Linked DNA regions of Sus scrofa: region 2 is linked to region 1. Evidence: chromatin contacts called from public HiChIP or PLAC-seq data. All regions are on one chromosome and are shown on one strand. Each heading gives the region's core, a stretch centred on a gene start, on an enhancer-like site or on the middle of the called end of the contact. The rest is flanking DNA. Distances are from core to core; before and after follow the strand shown.

Evidence for each region. HiChIP or PLAC-seq counts read pairs in DNA pulled down with a chosen protein or histone mark.
Region 2: a contact with region 1 is called in an H3K27ac HiChIP or PLAC-seq map of skeletal muscle. The contact joins two enhancer-like sites. A contact is called at or near these places in 3 of 47 Hi-C or Micro-C datasets (heart right ventricle, liver and skeletal muscle) and 2 of 2 datasets of contacts at active chromatin or transcription factors (alveolar macrophages and skeletal muscle).

The regions. Positions count from the first base shown.
Region 1 is chr7:41,894,787-41,901,083 of Sscrofa11.1, reverse strand. No RefSeq gene overlaps it. Among named protein-coding and RNA genes, the nearest start is that of ADGRF1, 61 kb to the right of the region's middle. Within about 2 kb of position 4,578, at least 22 of the 83 cell types and tissues checked have an H3K27ac peak or open chromatin away from gene starts, as enhancers often do. A contact at or near this core is called in skeletal muscle, where this site is marked.
Region 2 is chr7:42,023,753-42,030,673 of Sscrofa11.1, reverse strand. TNFRSF21 (tumor necrosis factor receptor superfamily member 21) reads left to right here. Exons shown (of 6, transcript XM_003128430.4): 5 at 6,267-6,495. Among named protein-coding and RNA genes, the nearest start is that of TNFRSF21, 64 kb to the left of the region's middle. Within about 2 kb of position 4,618, at least 22 of the 83 cell types and tissues checked have an H3K27ac peak or open chromatin away from gene starts, as enhancers often do. A contact at or near this core is called in skeletal muscle, where this site is marked.

The sequences.
Region 1 (6,297 bases), core at 3,329-5,828:
ACAGAATCATCAGGGGAGCTGTTAGAAAGACAGAGCACCAAACCTCACCAGACATGCCTCGGGATGCATCTTCCAGGTGTGAGGTCTGGGCGTCATCCGAGGTGGGGGGCCCAGAATTGTTCCCCAACTTCCTGTTTGGAAATCACTGAGCTGGATGTTCTTTTGCTATTTGTATCTGTCCGTGTTCCAGCGGGGAACAAAAGGCACATTCAGGGGAATAAATGAAGGAAAGTTTACAAAGGGATGAGATTCAAATGTGTGGGCAGGCTGTTGGGAAAGCCTTGAAGGATGGCCAGTCACAGGGGGCAACTGTTATCATCGCTAAGCCTGAGGGAGAGAGAGGAGGCTACCCCCTCAGAACCATAGGCATGGAGTTCCCGTCGTGGCGCAGCGGAAATGAATCTGACTACGAACCATGAGGTGGCGGGTTCGATCCCTGGCCCTGCTCCGTGGGTGAGGGATCCGACGTTACTGTGAGCTGTGGTGTAGGTCGAAGATCCAGCTCGGATCTGGCATTGTCATGGCTGTGGCGTAGGCCTGCGGCTACAGCTCCGATTAGACCCTTAGCCAGGGAAGTGTGGCCGTAAAAAACAAAAGACAAAAAAAAAAAAAAATAGAGGCAGAGGGTGGAGGGGGCCTCTTGACAGGGGTTGTGACTTTGAGTTGGGAAAAACAGCCAGTTGGTTTGATTCAGGAAGTCCACTGGTCGAAACCGCCCAGGCCAGCATCCGAGGGTGCAAAGATGGATGGAGGATATAACTGCAAATGAGGATATTCTGCCCAAGCCCTTTCTCAGCTATGGAAGCATATGCACATATAATGCTACCCCAGTTGATCTAAAGCTATATTCCTAGTATTTCAGGGGAAAATAGTTTTCATGAATGATCTCTTACCACCTTATTAACTCCACTTGGTGCCGTGGAGACAATAAAATATCAGGTTTGTGTTCTTGCCTTTTTTTTTTTTTTTTTTTTTTTTCTTTTTTAGGACTGCATCCTTTGCATATGGAAGTTCCCAGGCCAGGGGTCGAATCAGAGCTGCAGCTGCCGGCCTACGGCACAGCCACAGCAACACCAGTTCCGAGGCACATCTGCAACCTACACCACAGTTCACTGCAACACGGGATCCTTAACCCATGGAGCCGCAACAGGAACTCCAGCTTTTTTTTTTTTTTTTTTGAAAGGTGTTAATGAGTAATCATTATATTCCATGTACTGTGATAATTTTTTAAAAAATTTATATAAAAATTTTTAAAAACAACAAAAAAAGGAGTTCCTGTCATGGCTCAGTGGTTAATGAATCCGACTGGGAACCATGAGGTTGCAGGTTCGATTCCTGGCCTTGCTCAGTGGGTTAAGGATCCAGCGTTGCTGTGAGCTGTGGTATAGGTTGTAGACGCGGCTCAGACCCCGAGTTGCTGTGGCTCTGGCATAGGCTGGTGGCTGCAGGTCTGATTAGACCCCTAGCCTGGGAACCTCCATATGCTGTGGGTGCGGCCCAAGAAAATACAACAAGACAATAAATAAATAAATAAATAAATAAATAAATAAAACAAAAAAGTTATAGAAGTACACTTCAAAGTAGGAATTATTATTCTACTGAAAAGAAAATTAATGCACAGAGAGGTTAAGACAGTTACCATGGGTTACCCACCGTGTAAGCATAAAGCGATAATTTGAGGTCAGATCTGTTTTATAACAATGTCTATGCTGTTAATCTTTATGCTGTTTTGTGAAGCTTCTTCTGGAAAATGTAAATCCCACTCCCCTCAGGAATTTGGAAGGCTATGCTCTGGGCAATTTTATCAAGAACAAGAAACCAAACTTCCTGAGTTCCCTCATGGCTCAATAGGTTAGGGATGCAGTCTAGTCACAGCTGTGGCTCTGGTTACAGCTGTTGTGTGGGCTCGACCCCTGGCCTGGGAACTTCTGCATGCCACAGACATGGTCAAAACACAAACAAGAAAACCACCAACCCAGCACAATTCCTTGTGTTCTTGAATATAGGCTCATATTTATTCATGATATCAAATATTTTTGTTTGTTAAATATTATGTAGCTCCCCATTCATACTGAGGAAGCAACTTGGCCTTGTAGATTGCACATGTATGATTTCCTGCATTCATGGCTCAGGGCTTCAGCATCAGGTTGGTATGTTATCTCTGTGCTCTGCTAGTGCTTCTGGGTTTGGAACAGAGCTAGGACGACCAACTGTTCTGATGTAGCCTGGACGGAGGGGGTTCCAGGATCTGGAGCTTTCATGCCAAAACCGAGACTGTGCCAGACATATCAGATTAGTTGGTAAATGCCAGGCTTTTTATTTTTATTTTCTTCTTTTTTGGCTGCCCCGTGGCATATGGAGTTCTAGGGCCAGGGATCAGATCCGAGCCACAATTGTGACCTATGCTGCAGCTGTGGTCAGATCCCTAACCCACTGTGCCCAACTGGGGCATCAACCTGCGTCTCAGGGCTCCAGAGATGCTACCAATCCTGTTGCACCCCAACAGGAACTCCATATGCCAGGTTTTTAAAAAGACAGCTTCAGTTTTACAATGAGAGCCTCAATAAATTCTTAAAACACACGAAAAAAATTTTAACTCTAATTTTTTTTTTTTGGTCATATTTTCCCTCTGTTTAAGACCCTGGTTAGATTTATCCCTGCAGTAACCTAAGTCTACGTTTTGGTCCTTCCTTAAGACAAATTAAGGACTTCCCACTGTGGCTCACTGGAAATGAATATGACTGTTTTCCATGAGGACGAGTGTTCAATCCCTGGCCTCCCTCACTGGGTTAAGGATCTGGCATTCTGTGAGCTGTGGTGTAGGTCGCAGACACGGTTTGGACCTGGCATTGCTATGGCTGTGGTGTAGGCTGACAGATGTAGCTCCGATTCGACCCCTAGCCTGGGAACTTCCATATGCCAAGGGTGTGGCCCTAAAATGTCCAAAAAAAAAAAAAAAAAAAAAGACAAATAAGTTGAGACAGAAGGGTTACATAATAGGATAGGGATAGGGAATTCAAAAAAGGTTCAGTCCAGACGAGTCATCTTGGCAGCCAAGTCAAGGATGGTGAGTGATGAAGGATGTGGCTCGTCCTCAATATAGCCCAGATCCCCATCTCTTAAGGTTTCAGTCCTAGACATGTGATCCTTGGCTTCGAGCACACAGGACTTATTGCACGATGCTGTCACTGCTTGTTTACTTCTTGTTTCCCTTGTTAGACAGAAAGATCACTGAGGTCAAGGGCCCGGCAGGCTCAGGACTTAGAACTGAGTCTGCTCCATGGCAGGGGAGCATCGGGGATACAAGGCGATGGTATATTTACTCCAGATTTGTTTCTAAACTTCCTCTGCTCAGTGTGACACTGGGCTTTGGTATTGCCCTTGAAGTACAGAAGGCATTTGAAGTGGGGGCCGGGGAACAGGGTGCCTCTTATCATAGGAGAACTTCCTGCTAAGTAAGTTTCCAATTTCATTCCCTAAAGATGGATCTGTCCTGGTGACTGTCAGTCCACCCCCCGCCCCGACCCCCACCCCCCCGACTCTACTTCACAGGAGTCGGGGTACACAAATGAAGACAGCCCCAGGCCCCCTAGGTCAGCTGGCTCTCAGATTCTCACAGGGCCCTCACTCATCCCTGTTGTTTGGGGGATGCCAGACAAATGAAAAAAGTTTATTTTTTACGGAAATAAAGGTGAGGTTCACGTAAGCCACTGAGGTTTCCTAATTAGGAAAAAAGAACTCATCCATCCTGTATGGTATTTTTTTTTTTTTTTTTTTTTTTGTCTTTTTGCTATTTCTTTGGGCCGCTTCCGCGGCATATGGAGGTTCCCAGGCTAGGGGTCTAATCGGAGCTGTAGTAACCGGTCTACGCCAGAGCCACAGCAACTCGGGATCTGAGCCGCGTCTGCAACCTACACCACAGCTCAGGGCAACGCCAGATCCTTAATCCACTGAGCAAGCGCAGGGACGGAACCCGCAACCTCATGGTTCCCAGTCGGATTCGTCAACCACTGCGCCACGACGGGAACTCCCTGTATGGTATTATTAAAGGGAGAGATGGAGTTCCCATTGTGGCTTGGCAGGTTAAGAACCCGACATAGCCTCTGTAAGGACGCAGGTTTGATTCCTGGCCTCACACGGTGGTTTAAGGATCCAGCGTCGCCATAAGCCGCAGTGTAGTTCGAAGATGTGGCTTGGATCCCACGTTGCTGTGGCTGTGGTGTAGGCTGGCAGCTGCATGCTCCGATTCGATCCCTAGCCTAGGATCCTCCATATGTGGCAGGAAAAAGAAAAAAAAAAGTAGCGAGAAGGATAGTAGAGAAGGAACTCATACTTACAAAGCACCTACTTTGTGTCGGGCAGAGAGCTAGGTTTTTCCATGTCCAAATGACTTGATTCCACGCCAGACTATTCTGAGATGATCATTTCTATTTACAGGCATGGCTGAGATGTGGCAGCATAATTTACCTAAAGTCATACAGCTGGCAAGAGGCAGAGGAGAGATCAGAAGCCTGATCCACGACACTCAAAAACCTCAGCCCTCGTTTGCTAACATGTAGTCCTGAAGTGTCACAGCTGCCTCCTGGTGGCCCTGAAAAATCTCTGGATTGGCTCCTGAGCCACCAGATTTCTTTCAGTTGCTAATGTTACCCAGTACTAATCATGATCAGGAAATACTCGGTTCTTGGCAGAGAAAGCTTACAAGATGCGTGAAGCTAATGGTGGGGATGTGAGCAACCCTTCCTATAAAGAAGAAACCATGGTTGTGGGGCTTCCTTATATTATTTGAGTGAAGACAGGCCCTTTGTCAGTGCTAATACAGTCTCGGCTTCAAGGTCACCAGTATCAGTTATTCACAAAGAATTAAGGCTGCTGAGGCTCGCCTTCCCTGGAGGGTGGACAGCTGGCCTTCCCCAGGACCTTTTCTGAGGGTTTGGGCTTTCGTATTTTGAACATCAGCGCCCTCTGGAGGTGAATGTTAGAGAAGCAAATGCAAGAGAGGACTCCCAGAGCTTTTTGCTCCTGCCTCCAAGGGCATTAGACAAAGGGCTGGGGACTTTGAAGGAACTTTTCCCCTAGTGGGACCCCAAGTAGGAAATATCATGGCACCACTGATAAGGAAATCAGTGGTCCCTTAATTCCGTGTCCAGCTTTGTCCCCCATGATGGATCTTCCCAAGGGTTCCATCCTGTTTACCTGTCTCAAGGTAATTAGGGCTCCAGCAGCAACTTTTCACCAAGGGGAGAGGAGGGATTCCTGGTGAAAAGGCAGTACCATTACACACAGAGTCTGTATTTTCTTTTCTTTTCTTTTTTTTTTTTTTTTTTGTTTAGGGCCGCACCCACCACATATGGTATTTCCCAGGCTAGAGGTTGAATTGGAGCTACAGCTGCTGGCTTGTATCACAGCCACAGCAACTTGGGATCTGAGCCACATCTGTGACCTACACCACAGCTCATGGCAATGCCGGATCCCTGAACGAGCAATCTGAAGGAGGCCAGGGATCAAACCCATCATGGATACTAGTTGGATTTGTTTCCTCTGTGCTACAATGGAAACTCTCAAGTCTGTGTTTTCTTTTTTTTTGCTATTTTTTGGGCCGCTCCCACGGCATATGGAGGTTCCCAGGCTAGAGGTTGAATCGGAGCTGCAGCCACCGGCCTACGCCAGAGCCACAGCAACGCTGGATCCGAGCCGCGTCTGCAACCTACACCACAGCTCACGGCAATGCCGGATCGTTAACCCATTGAGCAAGGGCAGGGACCGAACCTGCAACCTCATGATTCCTAGTCGGATTCGTTAACCACTGCGCCACGACGGGAACTCCTGTGTTTTCTTTATTAAGATAACAAGAAGTCCTAGAGAGGGGATGGAGATTCATGCCATGACTCTGTCCCTGCTGGGTAGTCCTAAGCCAGTGGTGGTAGGAGCTGGGGTGAATCCAGCCTAGTGCTTGTTGAACACCCCACTGTCTGCTGGGTTATACTTAAAAACTCATTGATTTCCTTAAGAAGAGGACTGCTATCCTTTGGTTCTTTTAAGCCCTTGGTTTAGTTCATTTCTAAAAGACAGACTTGTCCCTTCACTAGAAGGACCCACAGTAGGAAGAGGAAATGAGGTAGTAGTACAGTCCCAACAGGGTGAGCCTGGCAAATCTTGTGCCTGTGGTTAGGGTTGAAGGGCAGAAGAAGCCTCCTGTTTTTCTTCCCAGTAAGAGCAATTTAAGACATTCAGACTTACCATCTCACCTAGAAAGCCTTTGCTGCTGGTCTATACCTGACTTCAATACCTGTTTGG
Region 2 (6,921 bases), core at 3,369-5,868, 130 kb before region 1:
TGTTTGTTTTTTTAATAGTCACTGATCTGCTGGGATCTGACATTTTTTCTTTTTTTTTTTTAAGCAAGGAAACATTTATTAGGATAGAACGCTTGTAAGAAATGCAAGCAGGCAGGCACAGAAGCTCTGCCCGTATTTTCTAATAGAAACCAAAGTTACTGGCTATAGCTGGAGTATCTGGTATTTACATAATCACTCACCTTTGGCTCAGGACAGTCATCCAGCTGGAGGGCAAGGTCTGCCATTGAGTTTCAGGTTCTTGCAGACCCTTTGCCCTGGCTGAGGGGCCAAGGCCACCCCTTGTGGCCATGTGATGTCTTGTATTGAGTTTCCAGGGTTTGTCAGTTTCTCTAAATACAGTGAGCCCAGACAGGAAAGTGACATAGCTCAGCAAAGAAGATTACTCGGAAACTAGACCAGACCTGATCTTAAATCCTGGCTTCTGTGATCTTGGGCTGGTTACTTGAACCTCTTAGAGCCTCAGTTTTCCCATCTATAAAACGGGGCTCAGAAGAGCTACCTTAACATCAAAAGGATTCCGTATATTTCATGCCAAATCATTTAGCACAGTACTGGTGGTGGCTTATTTCTTAAAGTCTCTCTTTGTTTTACTGGGTCTGAGTAATCAGCTGGTTCACTCAGATGGAATAGCAATTAGTGTCCATTGAATTTAGCAAACGGGATTTTGAAAACCATCATTAAAGTGATAGAAATGTTCACAAATGTAGCATAAGAATCCTTCCTTCTTTCTAAGTGTTGGACGAGGTCCGGAGGGAAAGTTCAGTTGAAAGGGCGACTTTTTTTTTTTGAGTGTAAGGAGCTTTTTTCTTGAGTCTATCAGGCATATCTGGCTGCAGAGGGGGCAGAAAAGGGTCTCGTGGAATCCGACAGTGAGATGCCAAGAGCCAAGGGATTAAGTTGAACCATTTTAGCAGATTGGTGAGGGGCATCCAGTCTGGGTAATTAAGGCTTCATTTCAGAGGATCACTGATGCATCAAAGTTGTTAATTAGTTTTATGAAAACAGATTGTACAACCCCAGGGAGATTGTAATTGGGTAGTAATTGAAAATAACTCAGTGGTAAACCTTAGTTGAGGAACCAGTTGGGAATAACTTGGAAGGAGAAAAGGAGTTGGGGTCTGCAGGTGGGGAAGAGGGGAGAATGAATGGGCCATGGTGAAGATAAACAAGAAACAATTTGAACAGAGAAAGACCTAGAGTAGCCTTTTTCTTTTAGAAATGAGGAAACAGATCTGAAAAGGGGTGTGGTTTTTTCCTAAGACCACACACCCAGCTAGCTGTAGATTTCCTTTCTTCCCTTGCCATGGTGTTCCAGGATTGTCATGACTTTGATTTTTAGGAATCAACTGTGAAGATCATGAAACAGGCTGAAAAGAAGGCTTCTGGGGCCAGAACCCTCCACTCCTCCCTGTTGGCAGAGTATCTTCAGGAACACTTCTCCCTAGGAGAGAAAAAAAGGAGCCCCAACTCTTGTTTCATTTACATACCACCCTGGCCATGACTTTGGCTTCACCATCCATGGCTTCACCCTTCCCAAGATTGGAGGAACCCTTCAGCCTGCCACTACGTGTCATCTTAGGAAAGGCCAGGCACCAGGGAAATGTTTTTGGTTTTGCTATTAAAAGAGGAGAGTGCCTTCCGAGCTTCAGTTTCTGGTTGTGATTTGATCGCATACCCACTGTGGGCACGTGGAGTTGAGTTGCTGGTTGAGGCGTGGAGAGTTGCAGGGACACGAGTGGTTCATTCCAGGCCTTCCCAGGGCAAGTTAACTCACTGTTCTCACCACCACTGCTCTAACCTCTGCAGCCCAAGAAGCATTCAGCCCACAGATTTCAGTCGATACCTGTTGACCTAATCTGTTCAGATGGTTCCTTGTGCTCAGTGGTACTGGCAATCAGAAAGGCAAGTAGGCAGGTCCCCAGTGGGGCTTAAGGCGTGGCTCTTGTGGCTCGAATGTGGAGTGAGGTGAACCATTTATCTCTCTTCCCTTGTCAGTTTGGACTAATAGAATATCTGGAAGGACCAAGTGGATTTGCATCGAAACTAATCAGGAGGGGCGGGAATGGACAGGGAATCTGGGGTTAATAGATGCAAACTATTGCCTTTGGAGTGGATAAGCAATGAGCTCCTGCTGTATAGCACTGGGAACTATATTTAGTCACTTTTGATGGAGCACGGTGGAGGATAAGGTGAGAAAAAGAATGTACATGTGTATGTGTGACTGGGTCACTTTGCTGTGCAGTAGAAAATTGACAGAACACTGTAAAGCAGCTATAATGGAAAAAATAAAAATCATTAAAAATTTTTTTAAAAAAAGAAATTAATTAGGGGGACATTTGGGGCTCATTTGGCCAAAATAAGTTGCATCCTTTGAGGTTCACACAACAGACCTTTGTGGATTTGGGTTATTTGGGGAGCTCACCCCTCGTTATCCCTGCCCACTCCCCCTTTTTGGTCTGTCTTACTGTTTCTACCTTATTTCTCAAGTGAGTCTTCTAAGTTAGCATGATGACCTCCTGGCAACAGAGCAAAAAGAACACTGCTTTTCAAGTTTCTCCGAAGGGACTTCAAATATCCACTCCCAAGAAACCAATAAAAGGATAAAGTCAGTAGTTTCCCTTGTGGCTCAGTGGTTAACGAACCTGACCAGCATCCATGAGGATGTGGGTTCGCTCTCTGGACTTGCTCAGTGGATTAAGGATCCTGCATTGCTGTGGCTCTGGTCCACTGATTGGTTGATTGCCTTCATCGGCCAAGTTTTTCCAGAGGCCTTTAAGTCTTAATATTTGCTTCATGGCAGTAAGTTGGGGAAGAGTTTTGGCCTTTTGTTTCTGTGATAGAGAGGAGCTCAGCCAAGGAGATGATCTTCGAACGATCTGTTCCTTGGCTACCAATGTAAATAAGGGCTGCTACAGCCACAGCATTTTCAAAGTTAACGGAGGTGGTGACTGCTTTTTAAAAGAACATTGTTCTTCTAATTATAAAAGTTAATATGTCCCTGTAGAGAATTTGGAATGCCTAAAGAAAAAAAGAAATAAATCCAGCTACCTAGGATCTATTTTGTGATTGTTTTGATAAGTTTATGTTCAGATCTTTTGCAAGAGGATAAAACCATCTGCTATGGACATCTAGCTTTCTTGTTAGAGTATTTGTCTTCTTTTTTAACATCTGAATCTTATTATAAGTTCTGTTTATTTGCTATAAACTCAGTACTGAACTATAAACTCTCTGAGCTCATAAAATAATGTCTTCCGCCTATCCTGAGGTCTCAATTACTTGTCAGAGGAAGCACAGGTAATACAATGCTTGAGCTGCAGTGCCACAAACCAACTTTGATGGATATTGTCAATATTAAGGTAAAGGGAGTTTCTAGGGGCAATTTTTTTCTTTTTTAACCATTTTTTTTTATTGTAGTAGATTTACCATGCTCTGTCAATTTCTGCTATACTGCAAAGTGACCCAGTCATACATCTATATATACATATATATGTATATATATATTCTTTCTCTTGTCTCCCATCATATTCTATCACTAGTGATTAAATATAGTTCTCTGTGCTGTACAGCAGGACCCCATTGCTTATCCATTCTAAATGTTACAGTTTGTATCTACTAACCCCAAACTCCCAGTCCATTCTGCGCAAGCGCGCACACACACACACACACCCCTGCGTTTCTTTTTCTTATAGGAAAAAAAATGCAAGTAACTTCAGAGAAGTCTGGAATATGACCAGCTACTATGTATCCTCCTCATAGTGAAGGATCAGCTATACTTAGTAGCAGAATAGATTTTCTAGAAAGATGCTTGTCAGATGGTCTCTGGCTTTTGCTGTGGTTGTTAGCACCACTGTGGAGATATTAAAACCATTCTTAGTGGATTTTCCCATTCATTTGACTCACAATTAGTTATTAGCCAGCATCACCTCCGCATTCTGTGTTGCTAATGTATGTTAGAACTCATGTGCTTCATTTCCACTGATAAGATCCTTTGGCACAAAGCAAGGCGGGGGGATTAAATATTTAAAGTTTTGAACTGAGTTCAGGAAATAGGTGGGTGGACTTCTTAGTCTGTTGGCATGTGATTTGTGGGTGGGAATTTCTTTTTAAAAGCCAGAACAGTGCCCTATATTGACTGACCGTGTCGTCCAGTGTACTATCCCTGAGAACCAGAGTGTAGACAAGTGCTCTTTGTTTAACTGAGTGAATAAAAAAAAGCGTGTTGGCATGAATGGCAGTGTGCATTTTCAGGGAGGAGGGGCATGTGCCAGGGCCTAATGGACTCACATCTTAAAAATATACCCGTAAAACTTGTTTGCGGATCAAAAGAGGCTGATGGGAAGGCATGGTATCCAAGTCTTATCTTGTACCGGAAGCAGAAGCAGGATGTGGGCGGTTTTACGGAGGGAAAACCTATTGGGACTTTCGATGGGCTGTCACCAGAGGTCTTCAGAATCTGCCCTCTGTTGCAAGGATTTCTCAGGCCTTAGAGGTTGAACAAGAGGCAGCTGTATTTTTTGCCTTTTACAGCTAACTGTTCAGCGTCATCTGTTGAAATGAGGGTCAGTGTCTTCTTGATGGAGGAACTTGAAGATGTGTCACTGGTCATGTGGGAGTGGAGTCCGGAGGTTTCTAATGATGGGGGATTAATAGCTCTGGCGAGAGCACACATCACTCCCTGAACCCTGCCCTGCATCATCTGGTCACATGGCTTCCAGATTTCCTTCCACTTCTGAGGAACCAATAACAAGATAAAACCAGTAATTCCTGGCACGGCTCAGTGGTTAACAAACCTGACTAGTATCTGTGAGGATGTAGGTTTGATCCCTGGCCTTGCTCCGTGGGCTAACGATCCGGCATTGCTGTGAGCTGTGGTGTAGGTCACAGATGCGGATTGGATCCTGAGATGCTGTGGCTGTGGTGTAGGCTGGCAGCTGTCACTCCAATTGGAGCCCTAGCCTGGGAACTTCCATATGCCACAGGTATGGCCCTAAAAAGACCAAAAAAAAAAAAAAGCCAAAGCCAGCTGACTCCGAGATGCCACCAGTGCCTGTCAGATTTCTAATGTGGAGTGCCAAGGGACTTGAATTGAGCCCTGGCTTTCTCCCAGCATCTGTGCACCTTCCCGAGCCTTTGTCATTTCACCTGTAAAATGCGGCGATCCCACTTGTCACTTCCTCCCATCTCCACTGCGCACCCTGGGACAGGCCACGATCATACCTCACCTGGCTTCCTAACTGGTCTCCCTGTGGAAATTCTTGCCTCTCTCAAATCCAGCCCCCAAGCACCAGCCAGAGAGGTCACGATCCGCTCACTGTCTCCCTCTGTAACCGTCATGTTTATTTGCCTTCTTGCTGTTTCCCTGAGCATCACTGCCACCCCCACCCACCACCCCTGCCGCACGGCAGAATGCAGGCTTTGTGGTCTCCACTGCATCCTGAAGAGGCCTCCCATTGGCTCCAGCGGGGTGGTCCTCCCTCTCAGCTTCCAGCCCCTTTTGCCTTTGGGGTTTTCCTGTCTCATTATCTTTTTCAAGCTTTTTTTTTTTTTTTGCTTTTTAGGGCCTCGCTCAATGGGTTAAGGATTTGGCATTGCCATGAACTGTGGTATAGGTTGCAGACGCAGCTCAGATTTGGTGTTGGTGTGGCTGTGGCACAGGTTGGCAGCTGCCGTTCCGATTTGACGCCTAGCCTGGGAACTTCCATATGCCACAGGTTCTGCCCTAAAAAGCTAAAAAAAAAAGTTGTCTGAGAATTACATTTCTCCATAAATTTTAAATTAAAATTTATTTATTTAATTAAAGTATAGTTGCTTTATAAGGTCATGTTGGTTTCTGGTGAACAGCACAGTGGTTCAGGGTGTGTGTGTGCATATGTATGTGTATATATGTATACACATGATGTACTTTTTCAGATTCTTTTCCATTATAGTTTGTATAATTTTGGGTTTTGTTTTTTTTTTAAAGTCTTTTTTTTAAAGTCTTTTTTTTTTTAAGTCTTTTTTTTTTGCCATTTCTTGGGCCCCTCTTGCGGCATGTGGAGGTTCCCAGGCTAGGGGTTGAATCGGAGGTGTAGCCGCCGGCCTAGGCCACAGCCACAGCAACGCTGGATCCTTAACCCACTGAGTGAGGCCAGGGATCGAACCCGAAACCTCATGGTTCCTAGTTGGATTCGTTAACCACTGAGCCACGATGGGAACTCCATCTATAATTTTTGAAGTAAATAAAAATTTCTTGTTCTCGTCCACAGCTGGAAACCGACAAACTGGCTCTCCCGATGAGCCCCAGCCCCCTCAGCCCAAGCCCCATCCCCAGCCCCAACACGAAGCTTGAGAATTCCACACTGCTGACGGTGGAGCCCTCCCCGCTGGATAAGAACAAGGGCTTCTTCGTGGATGAGTCCGAGCCCCTCCTGCGCTGTGACTCCACCTCCAGCGGCTCCTCCGCGCTGAGCAGGACCGGCTCCTTTATAACCAAAGGTACAGATGGCTCCCAACATGAATTCACTCTTTTTTTTTTTTACTTTTATTTACTGAAGCATAATTGATTTACAGTGTTTCAGATGTAGAGCAAAGTGATTCAGTTACCCCTCCCACACACACACACACACACGCACACGCACAGACATGTATTTTTTTCAGATTCTTGTCCGCTATAGGTTATTATAAGATATTGCATATAGTTCTCTGTGCAGTAGGTGTTTTTTTTTGGCGGGGGGGGGGGCGGGGATTGTCTTTTTAGGGCCACATCTGCAGCATATGGAATTTCCCAGGCTAGGGGTCAAAGAGGAGCTGCAGCTGCTGGCCTACACCACAGCCACTGCAACACCAGATCCAAGGGGCATCTGCAACATACTCTGCAGCTCATGGCAATGCCAGATCCTTAACCCACTGAGCAAGGCCAGG